Regions from separate parts of the Mus musculus genome. Here region 2 is linked to region 1. Evidence: chromatin contacts called from public HiChIP or PLAC-seq data. All regions are on one chromosome and are shown on one strand. Each heading gives the region's core, a stretch centred on a gene start, on an enhancer-like site or on the middle of the called end of the contact. The rest is flanking DNA. Distances are from core to core; before and after follow the strand shown.

What was found. HiChIP or PLAC-seq counts read pairs in DNA pulled down with a chosen protein or histone mark.
Region 2: an H3K27ac HiChIP or PLAC-seq map of embryonic stem cells shows a contact between it and region 1, with 3 times the contacts expected there. The contact joins the promoter of Lhx6 here to the promoter of Dab2ip in region 1. A contact is called at or near these places in 1 of 39 promoter capture datasets (embryonic stem cells), 1 of 115 datasets of contacts at active chromatin or transcription factors (embryonic stem cells) and 2 of 9 other capture datasets (adipose tissue and macrophages).

What each region holds. Positions count from the first base shown.
Region 1 is chr2:35,618,505-35,626,206 of GRCm38.p6, reverse strand. Dab2ip (disabled 2 interacting protein) reads right to left here and starts at 4,226. Exons shown (of 16, transcript NM_001114124.2): 1 at 3,924-4,226. The coding sequence starts at 4,047.
Region 2 is chr2:36,100,070-36,107,771 of GRCm38.p6, reverse strand. It overlaps Lhx6 (LIM homeobox protein 6), which reads left to right and starts at 3,712. Exons shown (of 9, transcript NM_001083126.1): 1 at 3,712-3,878; 2 at 4,244-4,426; 3 at 4,793-4,914. The coding sequence starts at 3,810.

The DNA.
Region 1 (7,702 bases), core at 2,977-5,476:
CCGGTCCTTATCTTGCGGGAGACCTCTGAAATCCAATTTGTTGTTTATCTTCTCTCCCTCCCTCTGTTCCTGCTGAGGTACACAGACCCTATGGTGGCCTTTGGCCCCAACTTCTCTATCTTGGGGTCTGGCAGGCTCACTCCCTTTTTGGGGTGCGGATGAAAAGTGTTCTGCGTGCTTTGCTTCAGTTTGCAGAGTGCCTGGTCTGTTCCAGCAGTGAACTCGGAGCTCACCTGAACACATCAGATCCACAGCAGTGCTAAGGTTGCATACCGGTATCATCTTCACTTTACACAGGAATAAACTATAGGCCAGAGATGGAGAGCCCTGCCCGAGGCCACACAGCTCGGATGGTGGAGCCCAGCTCTTCGAAACCCCACACTCTGGTCTCTGCCTTGCTATCCCACGGCCAGGCAGAGCTGGAGGTCAGGCTTTGGCTTTCTCCCATAGTGCCCCAGCCCCAGCCTTCCTAGTGGTGGAGGATGGGGTCCCTCTCTAACAGCTGCTCCCATGAGAAGTCAATGCGACAGGCCACACAGGCACAGCCATGCTGCCATCTGGAGTGCTGGTAAGCCTGAATCACACACCCAGCTCAGCAATGGTGTGCGGCACCCATCTGGACTCCAAGGGTAGATGACCCAGATGCTATGCTCTAGGCTTTAGTGTGAGAAGCCAACACTCCAGGGGTCAGCTCCAGACCTTCTCAATATACCTTCATTCTTCAGAGCATATTGAGGGGTTCCTGGGAGCCCACTCCTGACACCTCAAAGATGGACTCTAGGAGTCCTTGCAAGCAAAGAGGCCCAAGTAGGGCTGGGACACACAGCAGCATTCCAGGAAAGTGAAGATGAATGTAGACGCTGAGAAAAAACCTGGTCGCACCAGAAGGAAGTATTGGCCAAATATCTGGCACCTGGTAAGGCCTAGCATAGAACAGCTGTCAGGACTGGCATTCAGAAAGCCCCAGAGCTCCCTGGGCATTAGTGTGGGCACCCAGAGTGCCCAAGCTTATGGGGCAACAGTACAGGATCCCTTGACGGAAGGGAAGAGGTAATGAGCCTGGAATGGACCCAATGTTACCAACCAGTTCATACAAAGTAGACCGAGGACTAGCCTTCTCAAGCACTAACCACTGTACTGTCCGGAAAAAGAGCCCTGGGTTCCAGGGCCCTCGATGAGCAGGTCTCTCCAGCAAGCAGGACTCACTCCTGTTAAGTCTGGAACAAGCACCACTCAGCTCCATATGCCCTGTGACGAGGCTTGGATATTCTGAATGACAGGACAGGCTTACCTAGGTGAGAGGAGTGCTCTATTTCTCTAAGGAAGCTGCTCTTTCTCCTGATACCAGTAAATGGGGAAGTGAGGTACACTGACAAGTAGATAAGCCACCCAAATCCACAAGCCAGGCTCAGAACCACACAGCACAGTATGACTCTTAGATGTCTCCATCCCTCACTGCTTCCACACAACTGCAAGGCCCACCCCATCCAACCTTCAGATAAGGATACCAAAGCCAAGAAGAGAAGACCCTTCTCAGTGGCGCACAGTGCATAACCCTGGGATGCTGGAGACACTGTCTGTCCCTCACAGCCTTGCCAAGAACAACATGATGCTCTCGAGGGCAGTGAGCCCTCCCCCAGTAGGAGGCGGTAGCTTAGCTAACTAACACCTTTGCCTGGCCATCTGTGGGTCTCCACAACCAGCTACCAACTCCTCCGGGCACTCTCCTGTTTCTGAACTCAGAGCCTATGTTCCTTTCCCCTCCTTGCTGAGGACAAAAATGAGGTGGGGCACAGATGGAGCTGGGGGGCTGCCACCAGCCCTGTAGGTAAGGCTTCCATTAGGGGACCAACCCCTAGCCATGCCAAAACTAACACCAAGATCAGAAGGGAATGGTTCAATACTTCAGGGTGGCTTCCTAAAAGGAGGCACACCCTGATCCAACCTGCCCCTGGGTCAGTGGAAGAAGGACAAGGAGCCCCTGGCCCCCTGCACGCTGACCCGCAACTCTGCCCACACCCACAACTGGTCACGACTGAAGGCCCCTTCTCAGGTCCACACTGCTGTCTCTGTCCTCCATGCAGGATGAACTCGCTCTACAGGACTGCTGTCCTCTGCTCCCATACAGGATGAACTACACCAAGGGCTTTTTCCTTTTCCTTCTCTGGCATACGTACAGGCTGTCCCTTCCTGCCTGCCGGGTAAAGGACAACAGTTCACACCTAACTTGTCTGAGCTGCGGGCACAGGCTTCTAGCTTCCCAGGCAGGACCCTGTTGCCACTGCCACTATTTCTGAAGCTCAGAGAGACAGCTGGCAGAAAGACAGTTTTCTCGAAGTAGGACTTGGACCTAGGGCCGAGTAGGTCACTCCCAGCAAAGCAAATCCCAGCAGCTTAGCAGACACATTCTCAATCAACGTCAGCTCCTCTCTGAAACCTTCCTTAATTTCCCCAACTAGAATTCCCATCAGGGCTGGTCTAACCCCTGACTTTCAGCAAACCGTGAGTTCCTTCCAAGCTAGCACAGAGCTGGACGCAGCTGGGAGCCAAGCTCAGACGAGTCTGATCCATTGAACATCGATCGCTGCTGGCCTCATTCATTAGCTGACAAGGAGGCAGAGCTCTGCTCCTCTGGAGCCTCTACAGTGGGCACAGAAGAGGGCACCATCATGCCAGGCACCAGAGCACAGGAAGGGCAGGAAAGGCCCTGGGGGGCCAAACCCCTGAACCTTCATCCCAAACCCATCCTCACACCAAGAATCTGTCACAATGGCAGATTCTTACAGCTGAGAAAAACAAAGGCTCAGGAAATGAGGCGATTCATGCTTGAACCTGGGTCTCTGGTTGCCTAGACTAGGCACAGGAACTAGCCAGAGGCCACTTCAGCAAAGGCCGGGATATCACATGCTTTGGGGAATCCTCAAACTAAGTTTACAAACCTGTGGGCAGAGTCAGACAGCTTAAACTTGAACTCTGTGCACAGGGAACTCAGTACTTCCTAAATAAACCCTGTACATTGTTACTTGGCTCTACCGCTGGGGCCGGAACGTCTTCTCCATTCTGGGGGGAAGTAAACTAAAGCCTGCCTGCTTCACTGACCCAAACCTAAAAAATAAACAAGGGGCCACTCTCACACCTCTCCAGGCAGGCTTGGCACATTCTGCCTGTGGTGAGGCTGGGCCGGGGCCAGGCTTCCCATGCCCCAGATAACCTTAGGATGTAAACTAAGGCAGCTTCTGCATCACAGACACCTTCAGTGGGCCTAAGCCACCGAAGCATTATGGCCTTACACAACCCAGGCCTGGCAGAGTCTCTGTGTGGAGCCCCTGACCCTACTTACTTACCAGCCCAGCACAAGTCAGCATGAAACGTTAGGGCCTCTCTAGCTGAAGATCTTATTACTGGCTCGAAGAAAGGCTTGCATTTCTCCCTCCCCATTTTGAAAGAAGTACCCTTCCAAGGACCACTCAGAGTGGCTCCAGGCCCCTACAAACCTGGCTCTCCCCACAGGAAGCCCACTCAGCTCTCCATCCAAAAGATGAGGAAGCAAGACAGGACTGGAAGCACGCTAAGCTTGAGTAGCAGACAGTGGAGGCAAGTCAGGATCCACTTCGACTACTTTACTACGGCCTGCGCGCTGAGTAAACTGATGCACAGTGGAATGGGATTCGGAACTCAGAAGTACGGAGGAACTGCATATCAGACCGACCCCTTTCTCTTTGGTCCTGATATAATGGGAAACATTAGGGACCCCGCTTTCCCCCAAGAGGAAGGACCCTACAGAAGCTGGGGCAATGGGGATGGGACAGTCACGGTAGCTCCAGATAAGGAGCCATCACCCATTGACACAGGAGCCTCAAAAGCATCCGTTGGTGGTGCGGGGTTGCGAGGGACTAAGGGTCTGGGGTCAGGGTGGCGCCTACCCCTGGCTGGCCGGGTCCGGCTGCGGGAGCGGCTCCTCTGTCGCTGCAGCCGGGGCCGCCGCAGCAGCCGGTAGTAGTAGGATGGCCTCCCGGTGCTCTTCCTGGCGTTGCCGCCGGCGGACATGCTGCCGCCCGCCGGGCACCGGGCCAGGCCTGGGCGCTCACACGGGCCCCATCGGCCGCTCCGGACCGCCCGGCGGGCGCCCCGCACTCTCTCCCGCGCTCTGGTGCAGCAGCAGGCAAGACCAAGGCTGCCCTACAAAGTAGCTCCAACTCCTCCTCCTCCGCCGCCTCCCCCGCCCCGCCCTGAGCAGCCGGCCCCTCGGCGGGGGCCCGGGACCGGGAGGCTGGGCTGGCACCCGCCCGGAAAGTCAGTGCGGGCAAAATCCTGGCCTGGAGTCGTCCGGGCGACGCGGCCCGAGAGTGCCCCTGTCCCGTCCGAAGAACCCCAATAACAGCATATACCCAACAGCCATGTCTAAACTCCATATCCAACTTGGGGTGCCTGGAGCACCCTATCCCGCCACAGGTGCAGTGGTGCATGTATATATGCATACACACCAAGGCTAGGCACCTGAAATTAGAGTCTGAGGAAGGGGGTGACTGGACTGAAACATGGCCAGACCAGAGCGCCCCACAAAGCTTTGCACCTACCCCTCAGTCAGGTCGGAGTTCTGCCTGTCTCTGTTGCCTAAGATACTTAGCTACTCTTTACAGAAGGCAGTCTCCATCTGATAAAAATATGACTTTCATACCATTAAAATTATTGTGTGCATTTCAAGCGCACATAGAATACAAGGCACACCTGTGCAACCAGAGGGCTTTGCTAAGCCACTTTGCCCCATCCCCCACATAAACCACCAGAGGTGCCTGAATTTTCCCTCCCCTCTGACATTTTTAGTAGCATTAGTGAGTTTCTGAAGGTAGTAAGATCTCTACCCTACAGTGGGAGTAGAAACTGAGGCTTGGGAAAGGAATGACCACCTGCCTCTACTACCACAAGCTGAAAGACTTTCTCCAAGTCATTCTGCAGTTCCAGAAACTTCCATGGCTCCCCCGATCATAATAGCTACAAACCCAACCATCTCTCTTTGGTATTTGAAGCAACAGAAATCTTGCAAAAATCAAATCACTGGCAGCCTCACGCCAACCACCCATCCCCCCCTCAACCCTACTTGCTGCTGGCTCTCATCTCTGTCCTTCTCTTAAAATGGCCAGCAATCTGCCTGCCTCCTTTTCCCCTCCTCTTAGGTCTACCCTCCTGGTCCTAGGTAACCTCCATTTCTCTCCCCTCTCCCCAAAGCAACATTCAGACCACACCACCTACCAGTTCAAGTCAGATGGGGAAACTGAGGCCCTAAAAGATGTGTGCTCAAGTGTGTGTGTGTGTGTGTGTGTGAGAGAGAGAGAGAGAGAGAGAGAGAGAGAGAGAGAGAGAGACTTGCCTCGATCACACAAAAAGTACAAGGGCATATGGTCTTGGCCAACGGTTGTTGCATGAACTCTTATGGGAAATGGGACAGGCTAGACACTGGAGGAACTTACGGCAATCTCGAGTGGGGTAGGGTAGCCTAGGTAACAATCCAGGCCAGGTTTTTCTCCTCACAGGGGAAGCCCCCTTCCTGGCTCCTCAGTCTAGGAGGGAGGGCCTCCAGGTCAGTGGAGAGGATGGGGGTGCTGGATCACAGCTGGAGGCCAGGCGCCATCCTGGGACTTTGGAGGGTAAGGGGGGAGGGCAGGTCTCCAAACCTAGCTGCAGAAGGGTCCGCTGCCTTTCAGTCTTCTGGTCCCACTTCCCATAGCACAGGCCAGCCCCACAGGAAGCTGAAACAGGGTTGCCAGCCAGGGGACTACTGGGATACTACTATAATAATCTGCACCCAGTCACCAGATTCCAGGCCCAGTTGTGGGCAGAGTCACCCTGCTACACCTTAGCATTTCGGGGGCGGGGCAGGGGTGGTGGTGGTGGTGGTGGTGAACAATCTCCACTGCCATCTTTGCTAGTTTTAGAAGCTGAAGTCTCCACCTGCAAAGTTCTGGTGTCCATGCACCTGACCCACTTACCTTCCCTCTGAGCCTGTGGTCGGGGCTACAGTCCAGAGGCTGCCAGACTAGTGCTGACCAATGCTGACCTGTGGAGATCAGGCTCTGACCTAGCCCACAACAGGCAGCCATCAGGACTGTCAGGACGTGTGTGGTAGCCATGGAGGAGCAGGTCTAAAGTTTAGAACCCCAGTATGCACACAGCAGGATTCTAGAGGTTCAGCCTGATCTCCCCTCAGTCTCTCAGGTCCCCTATGCCTTAGTTTCCCCGCTACAAGGAGACACTACAAATCTCCCACCGGCTCAGAGTCATCCGGTGAACCACAAGCTAAATTCCTAGCCTTGGGAAAGGAGTCCTCATTACCAACTGCCACCATGCCTGCACCTCTACAGGTCATGGTGGGTGCTGGGGACATTTGTGCTGGGTGTTGAGAAAAAACTGGTGGCCAGGCCAGAGCTCAGAGGCTAGGGAAAGACCTGGCTGCCTGCCAACCCTCCTGGTCTCAACCCTGGAACCACCAGGCAGACAAAAACTGCTTCCTGCATCCCAGAAGAGCATCTGGAACCAATCCTTCTCCAGAGCCTGCAGCTTCAAACTCCTCCTGTGAGCAGGACCCGTGTGGTCTCCTCCCCTCTAAAGAGAACAGCCCCCACAGGCAGAGACCAGACTGGAGGAAGGGCACCTGAAAACTGCCCACCTCCTTAGTGGGACTGTTTCCTGAACTGGCAGAGGACTCCCACCACCCAGCAGGGAAGTCCTCAGGGACTGCCTAGGGTGGGTAGATGATAGGCCTCCCAGCCCCCCACCCGCAATCCAGAAGCTTGGATACCTAAAGAAACTCTGGCCCTGTACTGCCACCCTAGCCCGCTTCCAGAGGGACTCCTGGGTGAGGAGATGACACACATCTCTCCATCGACTGGGTGCTAGTGCAAGACTGTAGTCTCCAACTCCCCCAGCCGATAATGCAGGCCTCCCATAAGGTGCTCCGTGGAGTAGATATGGATGGAGCCTAGAAATGAGCCCTCTCAGTGAGTGCCAGGCTGGAAACAGGACACCCAATTCAGATCTCACACAGCCGCACCACCCTTTTCACCCTCCCTCAAGAGACCCACCAGATGGCGCAGAGTAAAGGCCATTGCTGCCAAGCTTAGAGACCTAAACTAGATCTCTGAAACACCCCCACCCTCACCCCCGCAATAGAACCAACTCCTGCAAATTCTCTGACTTCCACACCTGCAGTGGCATGCATGGGTCCATACACACACACACACACACACACACACACACACACACACACACTTATGCACACCATGAATACACGTAAAAGGAAGAAGAAGGAGAGAAGAGACCCCGAGGCACTCCTAGAATACCAAGTTCATCATCACAAAACAGCCATCCCTCTTCCCACCTGCCTCCAAAGGCTCTTTGCCACTTGCCCCCACTGATAGAATGACTGCCACCAGGCTCTTGGGGGAAGCCCTAAAAGGAATGGACAGAAAGAATCTATTCCTTTCTGGACAGAAAACCCGACAGCAAATTGCACCCCACCCGCAAAGAAGAAAGGACGATGGCTTTAGAACTGAGCTAAAAGGCGGAGCACACTGAGCGGCAGGTCAGGGCCAGCTCTGAAGAGGAGCCAGCCCCTCACAGTCCTGGGTCTTACTAGGACATTAAGATTGAAGGCTAGAGACAGCAGGGGAACATGTGACCAAAACTACCATCAAAAAGCTTAATA
Region 2 (7,702 bases), core at 2,463-4,962, 480 kb before region 1:
ACGTAAGTGGTGGACACTGACATAGTCACTGTCACTACTCTGGGAGCACGGACTTGCCACTGCTATGTCCCACTCCTCCTCATAGCAGTGGCACCACCTGTTTGCTCAGCCCCAAGACCTTTGCCATCATTTCTCTACCTGGACGAATGTCTTCTGTCCCCAGACTATGTAAATCTCATCTGACATTTCATTTCACGTGGTCTTCCCTTACCTAAGAAGTTTTGAAGTAGCAACAAGAGCTTTGTCTTTTTTTGTCATGTACTATGTACATACTAGCCTCTGGCCTCTCCGGGCCACTTAGAGGAGAGGAGGGAAAAGAAGAGAAGGGGAGAGGGGAGGAGAGCCCAGGGGAGAGGGAGAACCAGACAGTATTGTTGCTATTCCATATTTGCCCATGAGCCAGAAGGCAGATGCAGGCTTTTGGCAAACTATGGAATGTGTGTGTGTGTGTGCGTGTGTGTGTGTGTGTGTGTGTGCATGTGTGTGTGTGTGTGCGTGTGTGTGTGTGTGTGTGTGTGTGTGTGTGTATGTTGTGTGTGTGTTGTGTGTGTGTGTGTGTGTTATGTGTGTGTGTGCACATGCTTACCATGAGTGGTCACGGTCATGGGTATAGCCCAGAAATCAAGGTCATAAGCTCCAGTATATGAATCCAGTTTTAGTTCTCGGTTCAGGCCATTATTAGTCATGGGGCACTATGACGGATATGATTTCTTTAAACATCAGGTTAAAATAGGTAGCATGGGTACCAATAGGGTATGCTGCCTCACAGAGAAAACTGAGATCACGACTCTAATATGCTTAGCATTCTAATGCCAGGCTGGGATTAAAGCACCCAAGAATAGAAGTGTGTATGTGTACATTTGTGTGCATGTACACACCTCACCTGCTCTCCACCGTGGATCTGCTCTCTTTAGTATAAAAGACTGGTTCAGAACCTGTGTGCCCAAGAGCAATAAAGGACTGCAATGCAAGGGCTGATGCCATTAGCTGGGGTTGTGTCTGCCTGAAGAGCAGATATATATCTCTAAGGAGTGGGAGGTGGGTTTTCAGTATTGCAGTCGTGTATAGACATTGTCCATGTGTGCTTCTGGCCATGCCTAATTGTGCAGACAGAGACTGACACCTGGGAACGATGTTCTTTGCAAAGGTGTGTGTTGCTTCCCCTTGAGCCTGGCGCCTGGCTCATCACCTATAAGAATGCAGTGCATAGTAAGAGATGCCTCATAACAGAGGTTATACAGGGTTTGGAGCTCCATAGGAACTTGGCCTCTCCTGAGTACGGCTGTGTGTACAAGTGTAAGCGTGATTTGAGGGGGTGCTGTTTACATCTGTAAATGAGGGCAGTTAGGGAGGGGTGGTCTGTGTGGTGGGTGGGTAGCTCTATGCAGGACTAGGTCTAAGTCTGAGTGTGCACAGTGTTTTAGAAGAAGACACACATTTACACACTTCTCTGGCATAGTTGGTGTTTGAGGAAGAAGGCTGAGGCTATAAATGTCAGTGTTTGTCAGTGTCAGACCTTTGAGTTTGAGAGTTCTCTGTTTGGGGCTTGTGCCTGCTATCTAAATGTCTGGGTCTTTGCCTTTCCCTAACTCTCATCATCCTTAGAGTCCTATAGTACGTAGAAAGTATGATTAGGTAAATCTTGAAGTGGAAGTGGATGTCCCAAGTAATTCATTCCAAAAGAACCAAGGGACCTACCCTCCCACTCTCACTAGCACAGGCTCCCCTGCCCCCAGCCCTGTTCAGCCTTTAGAAGCTGGTGCAAGCTCCGGTTGTCATGAAGCAGGGATATTTTTGCAGGAGTTTGAGGGGTGTGTCGAAGTCTAGGACCTGAAGGATTGGTGTGAGCAGGTGACCATTTGCGACACAAATATACCAGGCTCAGCACTACATCAACAGAACGTGGCTTCATGTGGAATCCAGCCTTGTAGATGGGCTGACCACGGATTCCTCTCGCACCTATTAACGTTGTGTGAGGGCGGCAGTGGGTGCCCTTGAGGGAGGGGCGGCAGAAGGAGCTGTGAGGATATGTGCCCCGCCAGTGTCTTTGTATGTTAGCATGTTCCAAGAGTCTCCCTGTAGCGCCTAGTTTCAGTGTGTCTCTCTGTGTGTGTATGTCTCTGAGTCTCTGCCTCCTTTGGAGTGTCTCGCTCTTCTTAGCGGGGAGGGGATTGGTCACGCATGACTCATCTTGAACGGAGCGGGGCTCCAGCGGCAGGGCGGTCGTCGCCGCAGCTGGAAGGGGAGGAGGACAACGAGGAGGGAGAACAGGAGGAGGAAGAGGAGGAGGAGGAAGAGGAGGAGGAGGCGGCAGCCGCAGAAGCAGCTGCAGGGACCTCTCCAAGTTTGTCGGGACCTTCTTCAGAGGCAGTGGTGCTGGCAGCCAGGGAGGCCAGGACTGCGCTCAGGCCGGGGGCGGGGAGCTGGGGCTGGGCCCGGGGCGGCGGGGCCGGAGCCTCGGTTCTCCAGCTCTCCCAGCAGCCTCTGCCCCCAGGACGCCCGAGGCCCCACTCTGCGCCTCTCTTCGCACTGCGCGCCCACCGAGCCCTCCCGCTCCCGGGCCCATGTACTGGAAGCATGAGAGCGCCGCCCCGGCGCTGCCCGAGGGCTGCCGGTTGCCGGCGGAGGGCGGCCCCACCACCGACCAGGTGAGCAAGCAGGCGAGTGGGTGAGCGTCGGGGATCCTGGGGCCAGCGGGAGCCGGGATTCAACCGGGCCGGGTCGGGTGGCGGGCGGCAGCAGGAAGGAGGGGTGCTGAGTGAGCCCGGGAGAGTGTGTCTGCAAGTGTGTGAGCGTGCGAGCGGGCAGGCGGGGGTGGGGGGTCGCGGAAAGCGGGAACACATTATGCAAATGTTGGAGGAATTTCTCAAAAAGCGATTTAGCAAAGACATAGGCGAATCAAGAGGAGGCGAGGCCAGTATTGTCCGTCTGAATAGACGCTGATAGCGCCGATGCGCCAGAGGTTGTGCCGGCGCAACGCTGAGGATCTCGATGAGGGGCCGGTCCCGGGAGCTCCAAGAGTCTGGAGGGTTCTCTTTCCTCCTCCAAGAGGCCTCTCTTTTCTCTTTTTGGCCTCATTTCACTCGCCGATCTCGCCCTCTTTGGCTTGGGGCTTCCCTTGAACTGGCCCTCCAAAGGCGTTTGAATCGGTGTCAATATCCCCGCTTCAATTTCCCGGCGCGCGTCGAGCGGGCGGATGCTCCTAGCGCTCTGGGTTTTATTTTCTCAACCACCACCACCACTACCACCACCACCACCCCCATCTCCTTTTTATTTTCTTTCTTTCTCTCTTTTCTCCTTTTTGCATTTTGTACCGAGAGTAGGAGAAGGGAGGGGGCGGAGGGAGAAAAAAATTCGATTTTTAATTACTACCATTAAAAAATCAAATTTGCAATTCTTTGGGCGGCCTGATGGATCTCACTGATTGACAGTTGGAATTGACACTCTGGCTACCTCTTATCTTGGGCATTCACGACAATTTCTAATTGCAGGTAGTTTGTGTGTGTGCGCGTGTTTTTTTTCCCCCTCAGAGGCTTGGATTGCAAAGGAACTAAGCGATTACTTCAAGAGCCACGGGTTAAGTGCAGGGAGAGGGGGAGAGAGAGGGAAAAAAACCCAATCCAAATTCAAATTGCTTCATTAGAGAGACACCGCTTTTGTGGGGAAGGGCTTTAAATGCCCACTACAAAGTTAGGACTCATTGTTCAGCGCCGGTTTATATAACAGGCGAGGGGAGGCGCTGGGCTCTGACAGCTCCGAGCCAGTTCAGCAGCCGCCGTCGCCTGCATTCCCTCCCCCTCCCCCAGGTGATGGCCCAGCCAGGGTCCGGCTGCAAAGCGACCACCCGCTGTCTCGAAGGGACCGCTCCGCCTGCCATGGTGAGTCCTTTCGGTCCTGCTTTCGGCCCCGAGTCCCCCCAACAGCACAGGCCAGGGCTTCTGGCTCAGCCTTCCGGCTACCAACCTCTACCCCTGCGCTGGAAAACTGCCGATAGGAGCCGCCTCTCGTTGAGCCTTGGTTTTTCTGGCCTGGAATGTGAGCTTTGGCTGCTTCCTGCACCCAGGATGCGCTGTGTTAAAAGTTGGGGGCCGTCCCTTCTTCTCCAATAGGTCCTTTCATTCTTGTACTCCAGCCTAGGGCGCGACATCCCTGGCACATTTCGGTGTCAGTCGGTGCGCGAGGAAACCAGATTCAACTCTGAGTACTCGGCTAAGCGCTTCGCTGTTCCTCTCTCCCATTTCAGGCTCAGTCAGACGCAGAGGCCTTGGCAGGCGCTCTGGACAAGGACGAAGGTAGAGCCTCCCCATGTACGCCCAGCACACCGTCTGTCTGCTCGCCGCCCTCTGCTGCCTCTTCCGTGCCGTCTGCCGGCAAGAATATCTGCTCCAGTTGCGGTCTGGAGATCCTGGACCGGTATCTGCTCAAGGTGAGTCAGGGTAGGTGTGCCTGCTTGCCCACGGGTGTGGTTTGCAGCCCCAAGAGCTGTAGGGAAGCAATGACCTTGCCAGGTCCATTTTCCTCGGCCTCCCAATCCAACCGCTAACCGATCGCGCAGCTTTGGGCAAGTGTTCCCAAACAGGAGGTCTCCTTTTGCCCCGGTTCCAACAAGAGAATGCAAGGCTGTATCTCAATTTCCTTGAGCCTCTCTGTATTATAGAAGAAAAGTAGGGAAGCCATACGCCCCTTCTGAGCTTCAGTGTCTCTCTGTCTCTGCAAATGAGGCTGGGGAGGCTGGGGGCGGGCGTGAAAGAGGCCCGCGCCAAGCCGACCCCCACCTCTGCCCCCTCCCCAGGTCAACAACCTCATCTGGCACGTGCGGTGCCTCGAGTGCTCCGTGTGTCGCACATCGCTGAGGCAGCAGAATAGCTGCTACATCAAGAACAAGGAGATCTACTGCAAGATGGACTACTTCAGGTAGGCAGCGGCCATCCCGCCAGCAAGCGCTGGAGCATGAACGCCTTGCACACGCGTGCCTAGGCCACTTGTGTGGCCTGTGCTCTCCAATTCCTGAGCCCTGCTGTTCAGAGTGCACAACGCGGCTCAGCGCACTGGCCCGGCCCTCCTACTCAGCACGTCTTACACAGAAGGGAGCGCCAGTCTCAGCCTGAGTTCTGGCGGGGGATCTGCCTCGGGTTCCTCCGATCTGACAGGCGCTGGCCACGGGTCTGGTTCCATCTCTGGTCTTTTCTGGCCCCGAGCACCAGTGTGTTCTGTTGAGCTCTGATGTCCGAGGCTCTGGCCCGGATCATTCGGATCCCGGTAACCATCCCGTTCCATCTCTAGTAAGCTCAGCTCTGGTTCCAACTTGAGCTCCAGTTGTGCCGTACGTAGCCTGTCCTGGGAGGGATCCTGAACTAGGCTCGGGACTCTCCTTCTAGCTTCGCTCTGCTTTCAATTTTGGGCTCAGATCTGCTCCAGCCCCAAGTGCCAACGCCACATCTGACTCCAGCCCTAGCTCAGATCCTAGTGCTTAGTCCTAAGCACCAACATCGATCAATGCCTTCGCCTCGACTCTTGCGGTGGTCGCTGTTTAAATCTGGAGTCACGCCTTGACCCCAGGCTCCCGTTCCTTCCACTGCTGGGACACCGTTTCTGCCCAGGCTTCAGCTCTGCCTAGGTCTAGGTTCTAACTTTGGGCCTCCAGGACTGGCTCTCGGAGAGTCGTGTTGCATTTCACTCACTGGGCTGTATATACTCTGCGCCGCGGTGCATAAATTGTAAATCCTGTTCACCGTAGCTCACAAGCTATCTTCCCTGGTTTCATGGTTCTGCCTGTCCCTAGCCGCTCAATATCTTGCAGGAGCCTAGCTTCTAGCCACGCAGCAGACGCCTGCTGACCCGGTCATGGGGTCTAGGTCAAGGCAGTGCCTAGGGGCCTCTGTGAATGATCTGCCAGACCTAGGCAGGAAGCCGAGAGTCTGCAGGAGAATGGTGTAGAATTGGTTCTTCAGAGAAAGAAGCAATGCCTTCTTCTAAATGCTTTCTCCGGAAGTGGAGAAAGTTACCCTGTGGTATACATTTCTACACACACACACACACACACACACACACACACACACACACACACACACACACTTCTTGGAGAGAAGTTGTGACTCAGTCTTCCGGAGAAGACCTCAGCCCCAGAAAACTTTTGAGTCAGGGAATGTGTGTGTGGTGATCCTCACTCATGCTCTTTGAAGCTCCAGGGCCCTAGAAAGAACTCTGTGAACCTAGGAAGAAGTGAGTTAGAACCTAGGAAACCAGGAGAAGCATGGTTAGGAGGCAAGCTCTTCATGTCATGGGGATAGGGTACTCTGCCTGCCGATCCTAGGACTCTGTGATCAAAGAGCATGTGTGTCTATATGGTTTGGAATCTGCAGTGGCAAGGATGTGTTACGGAGCAGGAACAAGGCACATGGACAGTGGCTATGTTCTTTTATAGAAAAAAAAAAAAAACCATGTCTTTCTATTTCTGTTGTGAGTGTTGAGAGTATAGGTCTTACATGTGAATGCTGAAAGTGTGTGTGTGTGTGTGTGTGTGTGTGTGTGTGTGTGTGTGTGTGTGGTTTGCAAGTTGCTCGGAACAGGGAACACATACTTGGGCGGGCAAGTTGGGATAAAAAGATGCTAACGTCATTCTCCACCTCTGAGGTGGTGAAGGGTGTGGTGCGAAGATGTATCTTTTCGCTGACAACTGTTGTATATGTACACAGACAAACAGAGGTTATTGCTTGTGTGATGTGTAACCAGGAGTATGAAGTCTCCTCCTACTGTCTCCTCTGATGTTTCATTGGCTTCGTTTAGGCAGGAAATGGATATTACAGGCATTTTCTAGACACCTTCTACTCTAGGCCTAACTTCGATTAGAGATTGGGAGACACTGTTGAGGGGGATCCTTTTGGATGTGGCAGCTGTCAAGGACCTCAAGATAGTGTCCTTCCTCCAAAGGATAAAGCTAGGCAGATTCGTCCCTTGGCTTTTCTAATGACAAAAGCCCAGGCAGCCTTATCCTGTGTCCAAATTCCTTTCCATTTATCTCCAGGATGGTTGAGACTCCTTGAATGATATATGCTTTATGAGACCTTGAAGGACTAGTCAAATCTAGGCTCTAGATTCTATCATTTATAGCCTCCACTAACTCCTCAGTCCACTGCACTGGTGTGGTGGATGCCATGTGTAGCCAACCTGGGAAGAGGCAGGAGCTAGAACTCTGTGGGGCTAATTATGAGCTTGGGCAAATCCCAGCATCTCTGCCCTGGATATGTTTTTTTTCCAAGATGGTCTCTCTGAACTGTCAAGGAGGCCACCAAGAGTGGGCAGTCCCCACAAAGGCTCATAACCGGCAGTGAATATGAATGCTTCGGTTATCGCTATTATGATCACTGACAGGGTGGGCACCTGTGAGGGCATTTCCACAGGCAGCTTGGAAAGCTGAACCCACCTGTCTAGCTCGGTCATCTCTGGGGAAAGGTTCTGACCGATAAACCTTTTCCAATGACAGATCTCAATAAATAAATAAACAAACAAACAAACAAACAAAAACAGGCACTAAGTTAAGAAAGAAAGTCAAGTGACTAAAAGCTCACTTTGTCCAAGATGAAGGTAGAATTTTGAATTTTGTGAATTTTTCTGATCCTTTCTCTCCCGGCCAGGTCTCCATACTGTAGGCATAAGTCATCTCTGGCTGACTCACCAGTAACAAAAATAATAAAACCAAAGA